Linked DNA regions of Mus musculus: regions 1 and 3 are each linked to region 2. Evidence: chromatin contacts called from public promoter capture Hi-C data. All regions are on one chromosome and are shown on one strand. Each heading gives the region's core, a stretch centred on a gene start, on an enhancer-like site or on the middle of the called end of the contact. The rest is flanking DNA. Distances are from core to core; before and after follow the strand shown.

Evidence for each region. Promoter capture Hi-C pulls out the DNA fragments that hold promoters and counts their contacts.
Region 1: a promoter capture Hi-C map of hippocampal neurons shows a contact between it and region 2, with 2.6 times the contacts expected there. The contact joins the enhancer-like site here to the promoter of Tmem89 in region 2. A contact is called at or near these places in 8 of 39 promoter capture datasets (the 3T3-L1 cell line, hippocampal neurons, liver and 3 more), 1 of 484 Hi-C or Micro-C datasets (bone marrow-derived macrophages), 1 of 115 datasets of contacts at active chromatin or transcription factors (embryonic stem cells) and 2 of 9 other capture datasets (adipose tissue and embryonic stem cells).
Region 3: a promoter capture Hi-C map of the HPC-7 cell line shows a contact between it and region 2. The contact joins the promoter of Prkar2a here to the promoter of Tmem89 in region 2. A contact is called at or near these places in 7 of 39 promoter capture datasets (the 3T3-L1 cell line, the HPC-7 cell line, cranial neural crest and 3 more), 4 of 115 datasets of contacts at active chromatin or transcription factors (acute myeloid leukemia, embryonic stem cells and pancreatic cancer cells) and 1 of 9 other capture datasets (embryonic stem cells).

The regions. Positions count from the first base shown.
Region 1 is chr9:108,752,610-108,756,198 of GRCm38.p6, reverse strand. No RefSeq gene overlaps it. Among named protein-coding and RNA genes, the nearest start is that of Gm24259, 16 kb to the right of the region's middle. Within about 2 kb of position 1,623, at least 39 of the 459 cell types and tissues checked have an H3K27ac peak or open chromatin away from gene starts, as enhancers often do. A contact at or near this core is called in adipose tissue, embryonic stem cells and hippocampal neurons, where this site is marked.
Region 2 is chr9:108,912,866-108,916,812 of GRCm38.p6, reverse strand. Tmem89 (transmembrane protein 89) reads right to left here and starts at 2,194. Exons shown (of 2, transcript NM_027066.1): 1 at 1,856-2,194; 2 at 1,250-1,448. The coding sequence starts at 2,179. The coding sequence ends at 1,263. It overlaps Slc26a6 (solute carrier family 26, member 6), which reads right to left. Exons shown (of 20, transcript NM_134420.4): 20 at 3,764-3,947.
Region 3 is chr9:108,689,813-108,693,601 of GRCm38.p6, reverse strand. It overlaps Prkar2a (protein kinase, cAMP dependent regulatory, type II alpha), which reads right to left and starts at 1,459. Exons shown (of 11, transcript NM_008924.3): 1 at 890-1,459. The coding sequence starts at 1,145.

The DNA of each region.
Region 1 (3,589 bases), core at 374-2,873, 160 kb after region 2:
GAGTTTTGCTGAGGACTGGAGAATCGCTATAAGGGGAGGGGGAGGGAAGAAGGGAAGAGGGGGAAAGGGGGAGGGGGAGTGGGAGTAGGAGAGGGAGGGGGGAGGGGGAGAGAGAGATTGTAGTGCCATGCCTTTAACCTTTAACTCCAGCACTCAGGAGACAGAGGCAGGTGGAGGTGGATCTCTGTGAGTTTGGGGACAGCCAGCCTGGTCTACATAGTGAGTTCCAAACCAGGCAGAGTTGCATAGCCAAGTCTCCATCTCAACAGGAGGCGGTGGGGGGGGGGTGGGAGGAAGAAGAAAAGAAGAGCAGATGGAGGAGGATGAGTTAGAAGGGAGCAGCAGGCTCAGAAGGCCATGGTTGGACAATTGTGATTTCAAGGCCACCCCCAGGGTGACATGGCATCCCATTCAAAAAGATATGTAGATACAAACGATAGTTGTATAGACACTGATAGCCTGCACCACTCACCCTACCCAGTGACCTGAAGAATGACTAAAACTGGGGCTAGGAGCCAGAATGAAGGCCAAGAGTGAGAGAGCAGTGGGGTTAATGGGACCACTGTGGACTGCGGCTGCTGTTGACAGAGAGTAGGGGACAGAACCGAGGAGCACCTATGTCTAAGATGGCCCTGCAGCCTGGTGGCGATAAAACTCCAAGCCATCCCTGTTCTTGGGGAAGGAGAAGGGAGATCCCAGACCCCTGCGGCTTCTGTCTATTGCAGCTGCTCAAGAGGAGAGTGATCGGGATGGGGAAGGAAACCGGAGAGATGCGCATCGCTCAGCTGGCACACACACTGGTTGTCACTAAAAGTCTTTGGGGAGGCATGGATAGGGTGTGGAAAGAGTGAGAGGTGACAGGGGTAATGGCGTGGCACTCACAAGCAAGTCTCCAGGATGGTGTCAAGAAGGAGGCCGAGTCTTGGAGCAGGAGCTATAGGATCGTTAGCAGATACAGAGGATTCTGACACTGGCAGCACATGGCTTGGTTTCTGCCCCTGCAAACATGATAAGGTCATTAGCGGCATCATGGTAGGGGTACAAGATGTTACGCGTGGCCTTCAGGACCCTGGAGAAGGATGGCTAGCAGATACTGAAGGAGATCTTCAGAGTCTGGTGAGATCAAATCTGGTCTCTGGGCTGGTGTGTTAGGCTGCTGCTCTCTGCCCTTTTCTGGCTGTATCTGGGGACTTAAGAAGCACCCCTCTTTGCTAGTATCTGAGCCTGGAAGGAGGTAATATTGACTTGGGACCTGTCATTTATCAGAATCCCCTTCCCTTTATGCTCCTAAATTTGTGCCTTTCCTCCCAGTCCTCATGGTGTAAAGTCTGCCCTGGGTCTCTGGTACCTGGCATCAGACACACAACTCAAGGCTAGAGACACAGTGTCCTCACTGGGGCTGGAAGTGATATTCGTGTCTCCTCTGAGCCCATCCCTCTCCACAGCTACAGATCATGGGTCATTCAGGAAGGGAGCTGGCTGCTGTAAATCATCGCTAGGATATTCTCCCAGAACAAAACAGGAAAATTACCAAGAAAAGTGTTCCACAGGGCCAGGGTGGAGGCGGTTCCCAGCACATCTTAGACATGCACACTGTGTCCCCAATGTCCCCAATGTCCCCAGTGCTTCCAGGCAGCACACAGCCCTGAGGGGCCAGCTGAAAGATTCCCATTGTGCTGGATGGATGCCCAGTCTGTGAGCCCCAATTCCACCCACACTCTCAATGCGCCCCTGCCTTCACACTGTGTGCCAGGCCTTTGCGTTGTTGTTTTTTTAAATACATTTTTAAGGTTTTAAATTTTGTATAGGAATGGATGGGAGAGATATATGAGTTAATGACACACACACACACACACACACACACACACACAGAGGGATGGGGAGTGAAGGTCGGAGGACAATTTGCAGGAATAAATTCTTGCAGAGAACTAAATTCAGCTTGTTAGGTTTGACAACCTTTACCCATTGAGTTCTCTTGCTGACCCTGAGCCTGGCCTTCTATTTAGTAAAACTAGCTTGTTTGGTTAACTATTAGAAGGTCCACTCTGTATCAGGCAGTGGGGGCTGGTTTTGCTATGATCCAGAACATTCCAGTCTTGAGCAGAGCACAAGGAGCAAACAAACCAGCCCCTGGACCCTAACTAACCTTTACTAAAGTCACCAGCTGATAGGGCAAGGGTCTAGGCAAAGCTAGGGCAGGCCGGGTGTGGTGGCACACGCCTTTAATCCCAGCACTTGGGAGGCAGAGGCAGGCGGATTTCTGAGTTCGAGGCCAGCCTGGTCTACAAAGTGAGTTCCAGGACAGCCAGGGCTACAGAGAAACCCTGTCTCGAAAACCAAAACCAAAACCAAACCAAAACAAAACAAAACAAGCTAGGGCAGAACGGATAGCTACCCTCTGGTAAGTATGTGGTTTCCCAGAGGGGCAATCTGAGGCCCAGATCAGAATTCCCTTTTGTCCTTTGGGCAGCGTCCGCCAGGAGCTTGGGATGGTGACCTAAACGCCAAGGTCTGAGGGACACGTTTTCCCACTGTGCTCTGCTCGAGGCTGTGGTTGCCTGGGGAACTGTCTCTCATTTGGGATCTGAGCTGAGATTTGGAGGCTGATGGAGACTTGAGACTTGGATGAGATTGAGTTTCTCACTTGGGATTGGCTGCAGTTCTAGGATAGAAGGCCAAGAGCCCAAAGGGAGTCAGGGATAGCCTGCCCCCTGCTGACCGAAGTGGAAAACTGCAGAGCTGCAGCTCAAGGTCACACAAAATGGACACCCACAAGAAAACTTGATTCTTGGCCACCTGTCTGAACAGAAAGCAACTTCGGCCAAAAGCGCATCTCTGGCCAACCGTTGTCAAGTTTTGAAAGTACAACAACGTAAAAACAGAATTCTAGGCCTTTAGGCCCAGGCTTGGGAATGTGGCCTTTGTAAAGGTATGCTAATCATAAAAGAGATAGCGACCCACCCGCTTCCTGGGTTCAAAGAGTGCTCATTCAAAGAAAGTCACCCAGAACCTGCAATGCAAATGTGCTATTGTTAGGGGCTCTTAGAAGCTGTCTTGAGAGTTAACAATTACCAGGTATTCCTTGTGACTCTTGTAACTTTACACTTCCTTGTGACTCTTAACTGGTATCTTTGGTATCTTCCAACAACGCCCTCCCCACTTCCTTGAGTTTCGGTTTCTTCCTTTAAATACCCCCTTACCCAGCTACTCGGGGCGCCACGGTCCTCTACCCCTGCGTGGTGTATGACCATGGGCCCGAGAGCGCTCTTGAATAAAAATCCTCTTGCAATTTGCAGCAAGACCCGTTTCTTGTGGGTGATTTTGGGGTGTCGCCTCTCCTGAGTCAGAACGTGGGGGAGTCCTCACGTTGTGGGTCTTTCAGTTTCAAGTGATGTGAAACGAGGACGAGAATTCCTGAGGAGTCTGTGTCTCTTACCAATCCAGTCTTCTCTTTTGCTTCTTCTGAGAGGCATCACATGAAAGGAGGGAGAAGGAGGAGGCGCTGTGTGCCTAAGTGTTTAAACCACTTAAGAGGCAAAAGGCCTGCGATAGTGCCATGGCTTTAATCCCAGCACAGAGGCAGGCAGAT
Region 2 (3,947 bases), core at 945-3,444:
AAATGTAACGACCCCCTGCTCCCTTCCCTGAAAACAGTTATGTCCTGAGGGCTTCATGCTGTTATGAAGTTCTTCTCTGCTTGCTGCCCTCACATCCCTCTTTGTTTGTTTTTGGGGTTGTTTGTTTGTTTGTTTGTTTGTTTGTTTTTCTGAGACAGGGTTCCTCTGTGTAGCCTTGTCTGCCCTGGAACTCACTCTGTAGACCACGCTGGCCTCGAACTCAGAAATCTGCCTGTCTCTGCCTCCCATATGCTGGGATTAAAGGCGGGTGCCACCACTGTCTGGCTCTCACATCCCTCTTAAGAATTATATGAAAATTCAAAGGGGCTTCCAGTCCCTCGCTGGGCCGTATCTCTGGCACTCACAGTGCTAATGCCTGATCTCTCTCAGGCATTGCTGCTGGAGCAGGTTATGGTTCTATCACGGCCTGGAGAAGGAAGAACTTAGAGATGGAGATTGTCAGCAATGACTGCCACCCTTAGCATTTGGAAAAACAAACTGCTAGTGAACTTAGCTTGAGATGTTTTTGCTACTGGCTCTGATGTAGAAAATCTTAGGAAACAATTTGAAGTTCAGAAAAACACACTCTTAATAATTGAGCTGGGGACTTTTTGAGGTCAGAGAACAAGAACAATCTAGCTAGATTGGAGGCTGGACTGGTGATGATTCATTTCTTGTATCCATTTTTGCCCTCAGCTTCCTGATATGATTTAATAAAAATTGCTATTGTGCATTCTGAGGTCTTCAAGTAGTTTTTTATATAAAAGTTTAGATTTGTGATTCTTTTAAATAGTTATAGGATTACTTAAGATAAATAATAAAATAGATTCTTTCTTTGTAATCACGAAATGCTGCCTGCCAGTTAGACAAACTGGCTGAGAAACTTACCTTGCTTGCTCACACCACACTAATCTATAACAAGTTGCTTAGTTACAGATGTATGTGGGTTCTTGGGAATAATTTCTGGTTTTTTTTTTAACCTGTAATATGCAAAATGTTTTTTCATGTAAAGATATTGAGGAACCTACTGTTTTGTTTTGTTTTATAATCATTCACTAAAAGAAAAATAGAATGTAATCATATTATTTCTATACTGCTTAAAAGATTTTGCTGGGATATATAAGCTAGAGTAGAATTTTTTTTTTCACTGATCTCTTTTGTGGGACCAAAAAAGAAGAGCATTCCTATGCCCTGTCTCCGTTTACCCTGAACGTCAGAGCTGATCTTTGACAACAATCGGAGAAAGAGAAGCATATATTGGGTCACCCAGACTGAGGGGGGGACCCTTTTATTTGAATTTGTTGTTGGGAAGCCAGCCCCTGCAGGTGGCCCTCAATGTGGAGCAGGATGGCGTCCAGCATGTGAAGGACCCTGAGGACCAGCGTGCGGTCTGAGACAGTGGGCTGCTCTTTCCAGTGTTTGCCGGAGCTGGAGGTCACTGCTGGGAGCTGAAATATAGGACCAGTGTGAGGGTGGAGGAGGGCCAGGGACCAGCGTGAGAGTGGAGCTAGAGAGAAGGGATGTGGGGAAGTGTCAAAGAGGATGGGGGGACAGGGGAATAGGTCACTGGGTCTCCAGAGGCTAGGTGGCCCTGGGGCCCATGGTGGCTGGATGAAGAATGGGAATGGGGACAGATGGACCAGAGGACTAGTCCTAAGGAATGATAGGGATGGATTGGTTGTAGACATAGGTTCTGTGGAGATGCAAGAACAGGTCACAGGGAGGAGGACAGGATCAGACAGGAAGCCCACAGGCCCTAAGCCAGGGTGATAGGAAGAAGGTTGAGTGGGAGGCATGGCCCAGGGGGCATGAGCAGAAGCAGGAACTGCAGAGGACAGAGTGGAGCTGTGCTCACCTGACCCTTAGCAACCTTAGCTCGCCATCGGTGCACTATCACACGGCTGACAACCAGCAACATGGTGGTGGTGATTGTGACCCCAGCCACGGGGTAGATGCGATTTCCTCCCAGGCCCAACCAGTAGCCAGGGCAACCCAGACTGTTCTTGCAGCTATCCAGGCTATTTGGCTGGCAGCCCCAGATATCTGGGCTGTTTGGCTGGCAGCCCCAGGGCTGCAAGTCCAGCCCTACTTGGTACCAGAGGGGCCTAGACCAGCCTTGGCTAGGGACAGGCATCACCAACAGGAACAGCGATGGCACTAAGAGCAATGTGTACAGCATGACTGTTAACACTTCGAGGAGCCGGAACCCTGGTACCTTGGCAACGGGCAAACACCCCTCCCCCAAGAGCAGGCCCAGCTCTGAGGCAGCAGCAGGTTCCAGCTGGGCCCATGGCCTTTCAAAATACAGCTTGGCCAGATGATGGGAAGTGGGGAGATGGACTCCAACCCTCCTATCATCCTTCCCTAATCTAAGCACCCTGCTGCCTTTAGGGTCCAATGTTCTCCACTCGGCTAGCAACTGCCACGCTGGTAAAACAGAGCACAGGGAAGCTTCCGAAACCCAGCTCAGCTCCACTCTGCAAGCACTTCCAAGTGTGGCTTCCTTGAAGTTTTCTGCTGGCTGCTGTCCTTGCCTCACTCAGACCTCCCTCACCACCCTTCCTTGTGCTGAAAGAGCATGGCTTCCCTCCTAGAAAGTCACCTTTCCAAGGTTAGAGAGAGCCTCACATACTGCCGTCACCCCTCCATGACTACCTTGGTGGTAGAGTCCTTTCTCCTCTAGCATTGACCCCCACCCGATTTTCTTTAGAGCATTTCTGGCTACCTACATAATCATCTTTATTCTCAAACTATAAAAACATACCGGCTTCCTCCTAGAACCCATCCGAGGCCAGCCTGACAAGTTCTTGTTTGAGGTCTGCCTCTGGCTCCAGGTCTTCATTCAAACAATATTTACCGAGCACCCAGACCCAGTGCCAGAATGGAGCGTGACAGAACAGATGAACAAAAAGCACTGCCTTCCTCCTCTGCGTTTTGGCGGGAGCTCAGATGGCTTGTAAACACTCTGGTGCCAGACACGGGCAAAAGCCACGATAAATAGGCCCAGGCAAGGGTGCCTGGGTGATTTGGAGGTCAGGAAGCCTCTATCTACAGTTGGGAACTTGCCCGGTACCTAGCACCGCGCCTGGAGCGTACCTGATGAATAGTGAAGTTCATGAGTTCTGGGCAGGAAATGTGGGTATTGCATTCTCTGGGCATTCCCATGTGTAACCACCAGGCAACCCATGAGGCTACCCTCCCTTTTACTGCTTAGGAGCCCACTGCCCTATCCCTCCCATCACGGGGTCAGTGGCCCAAGGGACCAACTCATGTTGCTGTTTTATGCCTGAAGTCAGCCGCTTCTTGACTGACATGCTCTGCCGATCTCAGTGCTCTATGAGTAAGCAGTTCATAACCCTGACTTTTAAATCCAGCAGCAGACCATGTGAATGGCTCTGTTCTTTAGCTGGGAGCTCAGGGGTTCACGCCACATCTCTCAGAAACACCAACTTCACCCTGCCTCTTAACCGGGTTTATCCCCGAGAATGGCTCTGTCCTGATCTACAGTTTTGATTCCATTTATTTTTTCCCAGCTAGAGCTAAAGGACTGTCTGTAAAACTGAAGAGAACCTTAAGCTTATAAAATACTAACCCATCCTGGGTGCCACCGCTGCCCGACTCAGCTTGCTCTCTGCCTGTCCCTGATCTCCCCAAATCTTACACCCTAGTTCTGTCTACCTTAGGGTTTATAAGAAGGATTGGGAGTCTGTGCTGAAGACCACTCGACACCCCAGCCACACCCTGACCATGCCACAGCAGAGCCTGAAGTTGGACAGACAAATTTATTCCCAAAGCTGTATTCCCACATCAGCTCCTTTTCAGCACCCAGCCAAGGCCAGCCTGACTGCAATACCCTGCCCCAGGCCTGTAGCACTGAACTTGGGAGTCCCAGGGCATCCATCCATGAATTGTATGTGCAGGTACATGGAATGGAGTCCCAGGTGGCA
Region 3 (3,789 bases), core at 210-2,709, 220 kb after region 2:
CCCTGCAATCAACACTGGAATCGAGGTATTGATTATGCTCGCCAGTTTGATTCAATTGTTTTAACCATATCGAAACTTGGAGGAGGAGGAGGAGGAAGAGAAGGAGGAACGCATAATTAACTGGACACGAATAAAATGGCATAACTGAAATTTCCTTTACATACTTGAGCAAAGGGAGAGAGGAAATATATATATAGGTAAAACAATAGTGAAAATATTGATAACTGTTGAATGTGAGCGGCAGGCAGTATTGGGGGAGGAGGTTCAGCTACTGAATGTGAGTGACAGCATTTAGGGAGGGGCTCAGCTCATCGTTCCTCTTATGTGTATGCTTATAAGGTTTTCATTGAGGCAGAGGTAGATAGTTGACCCCAAGTTCGAGGTCAGCTTGAACTACCTACTGAGTTCCTGCTTAATCAAGGCGATCGGCCTCGTCTCCAACAGTTTTCAGCAATAACTCTTCCAAAACGGAATTCTTTGCAAATGAAATGATCATCCGGTTTATTCGGGGCGAGCTGCCGGGTGCTGGTGCTCTTGTCTTCGGAAAGCAAGCAGGCTATGGGGTCTAAGGCAAAGAGGCAGAGCAGCTTCTGGCGGGACCGACTCAAGCTCCGCGCCACCACGCGGACCAAAGAACGCGCACGCTTCATTCAAGGCAGAATCTGACAAATCACTCTCCGTGAACGCTCGGGCTCAGAGAACCGCGGAGCTCAATTTGGAATGCTCACACGCCGGGGAACCCAAGCAGCTGGGCTGGAGAGCTCTCGGGTCTCGGCCCAGGGTAAGGCCGGGAGCCGAGCCCAGGGCACCCCTGGTCGGCCCTCGGGTCCCTCCCTGAACCCTTCACTCGGTGCCCACATCGCACCTCGGCCTTGCCCCGCCCGCCTACCTTCCAGATCGGCATCTTCCGAGTCCGAGTCACTCTCCCCGTCCTCCTCGATGACGGGGACTGCGCTGGACTCCTGCGTGTGAAAGGTCGTCGGGGAGACGATGAACGTGTCTGATTCCTGGCGGCGGGCCTCGCGCAGGCGTGTGAAGTACTCCACCGCGAAGTCGACGAGGTCGGGCGGCTGCTGCCGAAGCACCTCCACGGTGTAGCCCTGCAGCAGCTCCGTGAGCCCCGCGGGGATCTGGATGTGGCTCATGCCTGCGACGTCCGAGGGGCCCGGCGGGTCCGGGCGGCCGGCGGCTGCAACCTGCGCGCTCCCTCACGCCGGCCTGTCACTCCGCGCCCGCGGTCTCCCGCGCGGCCCGTCTCGGCCTTCCTCGCGTCGCGCCTTATTCTGGCCGGGTCTGAGTTTGTTGTGCGGGCCGCGCGACCCTTCCGCTAGCAAGCCAGCCTGGCGCCGCTGCTGTTGTCACCCGGCCGCAGCCGCCGCCGCTGCCGCCGCCGCGCCGCCGCCGCCGCGGGGACCGCCGGGCAGGCAAGCTGGACGGGCGCGGCAGGCGCCCGGGTTGTGACGCACGCGGCCGCGGGCGTGCGCGTCCCCGGCCAGGAGCTGGCCCAGAGTGCGCGTGCGCCGCTGAGCCTCCCGCTCTCGGAGCAGCCCATGGTCAAGGTGCGGGAGGCCCCGGAGATGAGGAAAGAGTGGCCCGGCTGCGAGGCGGGCTGGTTAGTGCGTCTCGCCTGGTCACAAAAACCTTTCACTCATGCTTTCGGAGCATGCTGCGAGCCTCTTAAAGGAGTGCCAGGGTCACTGAAGTGACACAGGACCACCTCACCTTGACCCCTGCTCTAGTGGAGGGCCAGAGGGCTTACTCTAGGGAACGACATTAATGCTAAGCCTAAAGTACTGAGCAGGTTTGCCCAGAGAACGATCTGGAGGAAAGTCCTGTACAACAGGAACAAAGACCTAGTCAAGTCAGAAGAACCACCTTGACTGACAGGTAGAACGATGCGTGCCTGACTGCCTGAGGTCCTAAGGAGTCTAATATGACGTCGTGAGATGTCAAAGGGGGAAGGCTTTGTAGGAAGTAAAAGTTTCAGTGAGATAGTCACTTGTGAGCCTCAAGCAGAGAAATAACCCTGAAAGAGCTCGCTCAGCCGATTGTGGGCAGTAAGAAAGCAGAATAATGCCAGGAGCTGGACAGACCTCGGGGCTTGTTCCTCCTTTTGGACACTTCCATCTTGGTCTTCAGGCCTAGACTTAGAGTCCTCCTTCCTCCCCACTCAACCCTGGGCCACACTACTTGGTGAAGTTGAGCAGACCACAGACCGTGTTGTCTTTTGCCTTTGGGAAGAGGGCAGAGGTGAACTAGAGAGGCACCTGCTGTTCCTCAACTTGTTTCCTCCTGTCACCAAACTTGAACAAAAGAAGTTACAGACCTTTCTGGAATATCCAGCCTAGGTGCTGGCCAAAGAGCCAGCGAGAATACTGTTCTCCCTCTCCCTGCCGGAACCAGCCAGCAACTCGTGAGCTTGGGAACCTGAAGGGTATTGGGATTGTTAAGCACCACCTGGTAATTAACCAGTATTAATTAAGATCTCCACTAGCACCGCCCATAAAGGCCTGGCACAAACCCAAAACCTCAGGCTGCTGGGAACTGAGCTGTGTATGGTGACAGGGGAACACCTTACTGAGGTACTCAATGTAGGGGCCAGTCCAGGCTGTAAGCTAGGTAGACCTGAGACTACAAACAGCTATGTGTCCCTGAATGTATGTTGAGTGGCGGCGAAGCAGTATCCAGCATGCTGGCTGGAGGCACTGACAGCATACTTGTGAAGACTGAATGAATGAATGAATGAATGAAGAAGGAACAAATGATACATTTCAGCAACAAAAGAAGCAGAAACTGCTCTCCTGACTTCAGTCTCATAATATGTATCATTTCTTTCAAAGCTGCTACATAATTCAAGTCTAGCCTGGGTTACATGAAACTATCTCAAATCAAAAACAAAAAAGCAAAGCAACACAGTGGAGATGGGTCTTCTCTTGAGCAGACTGGCTCTTTTTGGGGGGGTATGGGAGGAGGGGAGAGGTTGTTGGTTTGGTTTTTCAAAACAGGATTTCTCTGTGTAGTCCTGGCTGTTCTGGAACTCACTTTTTAGAGCAGGTTGACCTTGAACTCAGAGATCTGTCTCCTGAGTGCTGGGATTAGATGTGCACCACCACGGCCCAGTCTAGCCAACTCTTAAAAGTTTTCCAGGATTCAAATCTTGCCATTACAATCCAAAAAACCTAGATGTGACCCCCCCCACCACTGCACCATATTACCAAGGGAATTGCCTCTCTGCAAGCAACCCTACAGCCAAGCTTGTGGAAAGGTAAATTCACAACTCCAAGTTCCAGTCTTCCCACATTATCATGTCTTACATGTTTTAAATGGGGCACAGGCAAATGAAGAGTTAGGACTCTGACCTCAATTACAAAATAGAGAAGAGAAAGGTTGTTGACAGAGTTGGGTGTGGACAGGGTCTCCCGGTACACTGAAACCCTATTGGCCTCTGTCAGAAACAGTCTGGTTTTCCTGACCTGTTAAACAGATTCAGCACAGCCTAACCATCCATCTGTCCAACAGACAGCATTCAGAGGGCACCCTAACCTAGTATAGTAACACATCATTTGTAGATCCCATTACTCAGGAGAATGAGGCAGGAAAAAAAATCACTCTTGCACACAGGAATTTAAGACAAACCTAGGCAACACAGAGGAATCTCTATCTTAAATTAAAAAAAAAAAAAAAAAAAGCAGGCTAGAGCTGGAGATGTTCTTTCAGTGGTAAGAACAGTTGTTCTCATGAAGATCTGGGTTGGACTCCCAGAACCCACATACTGTCACAAACTATCCA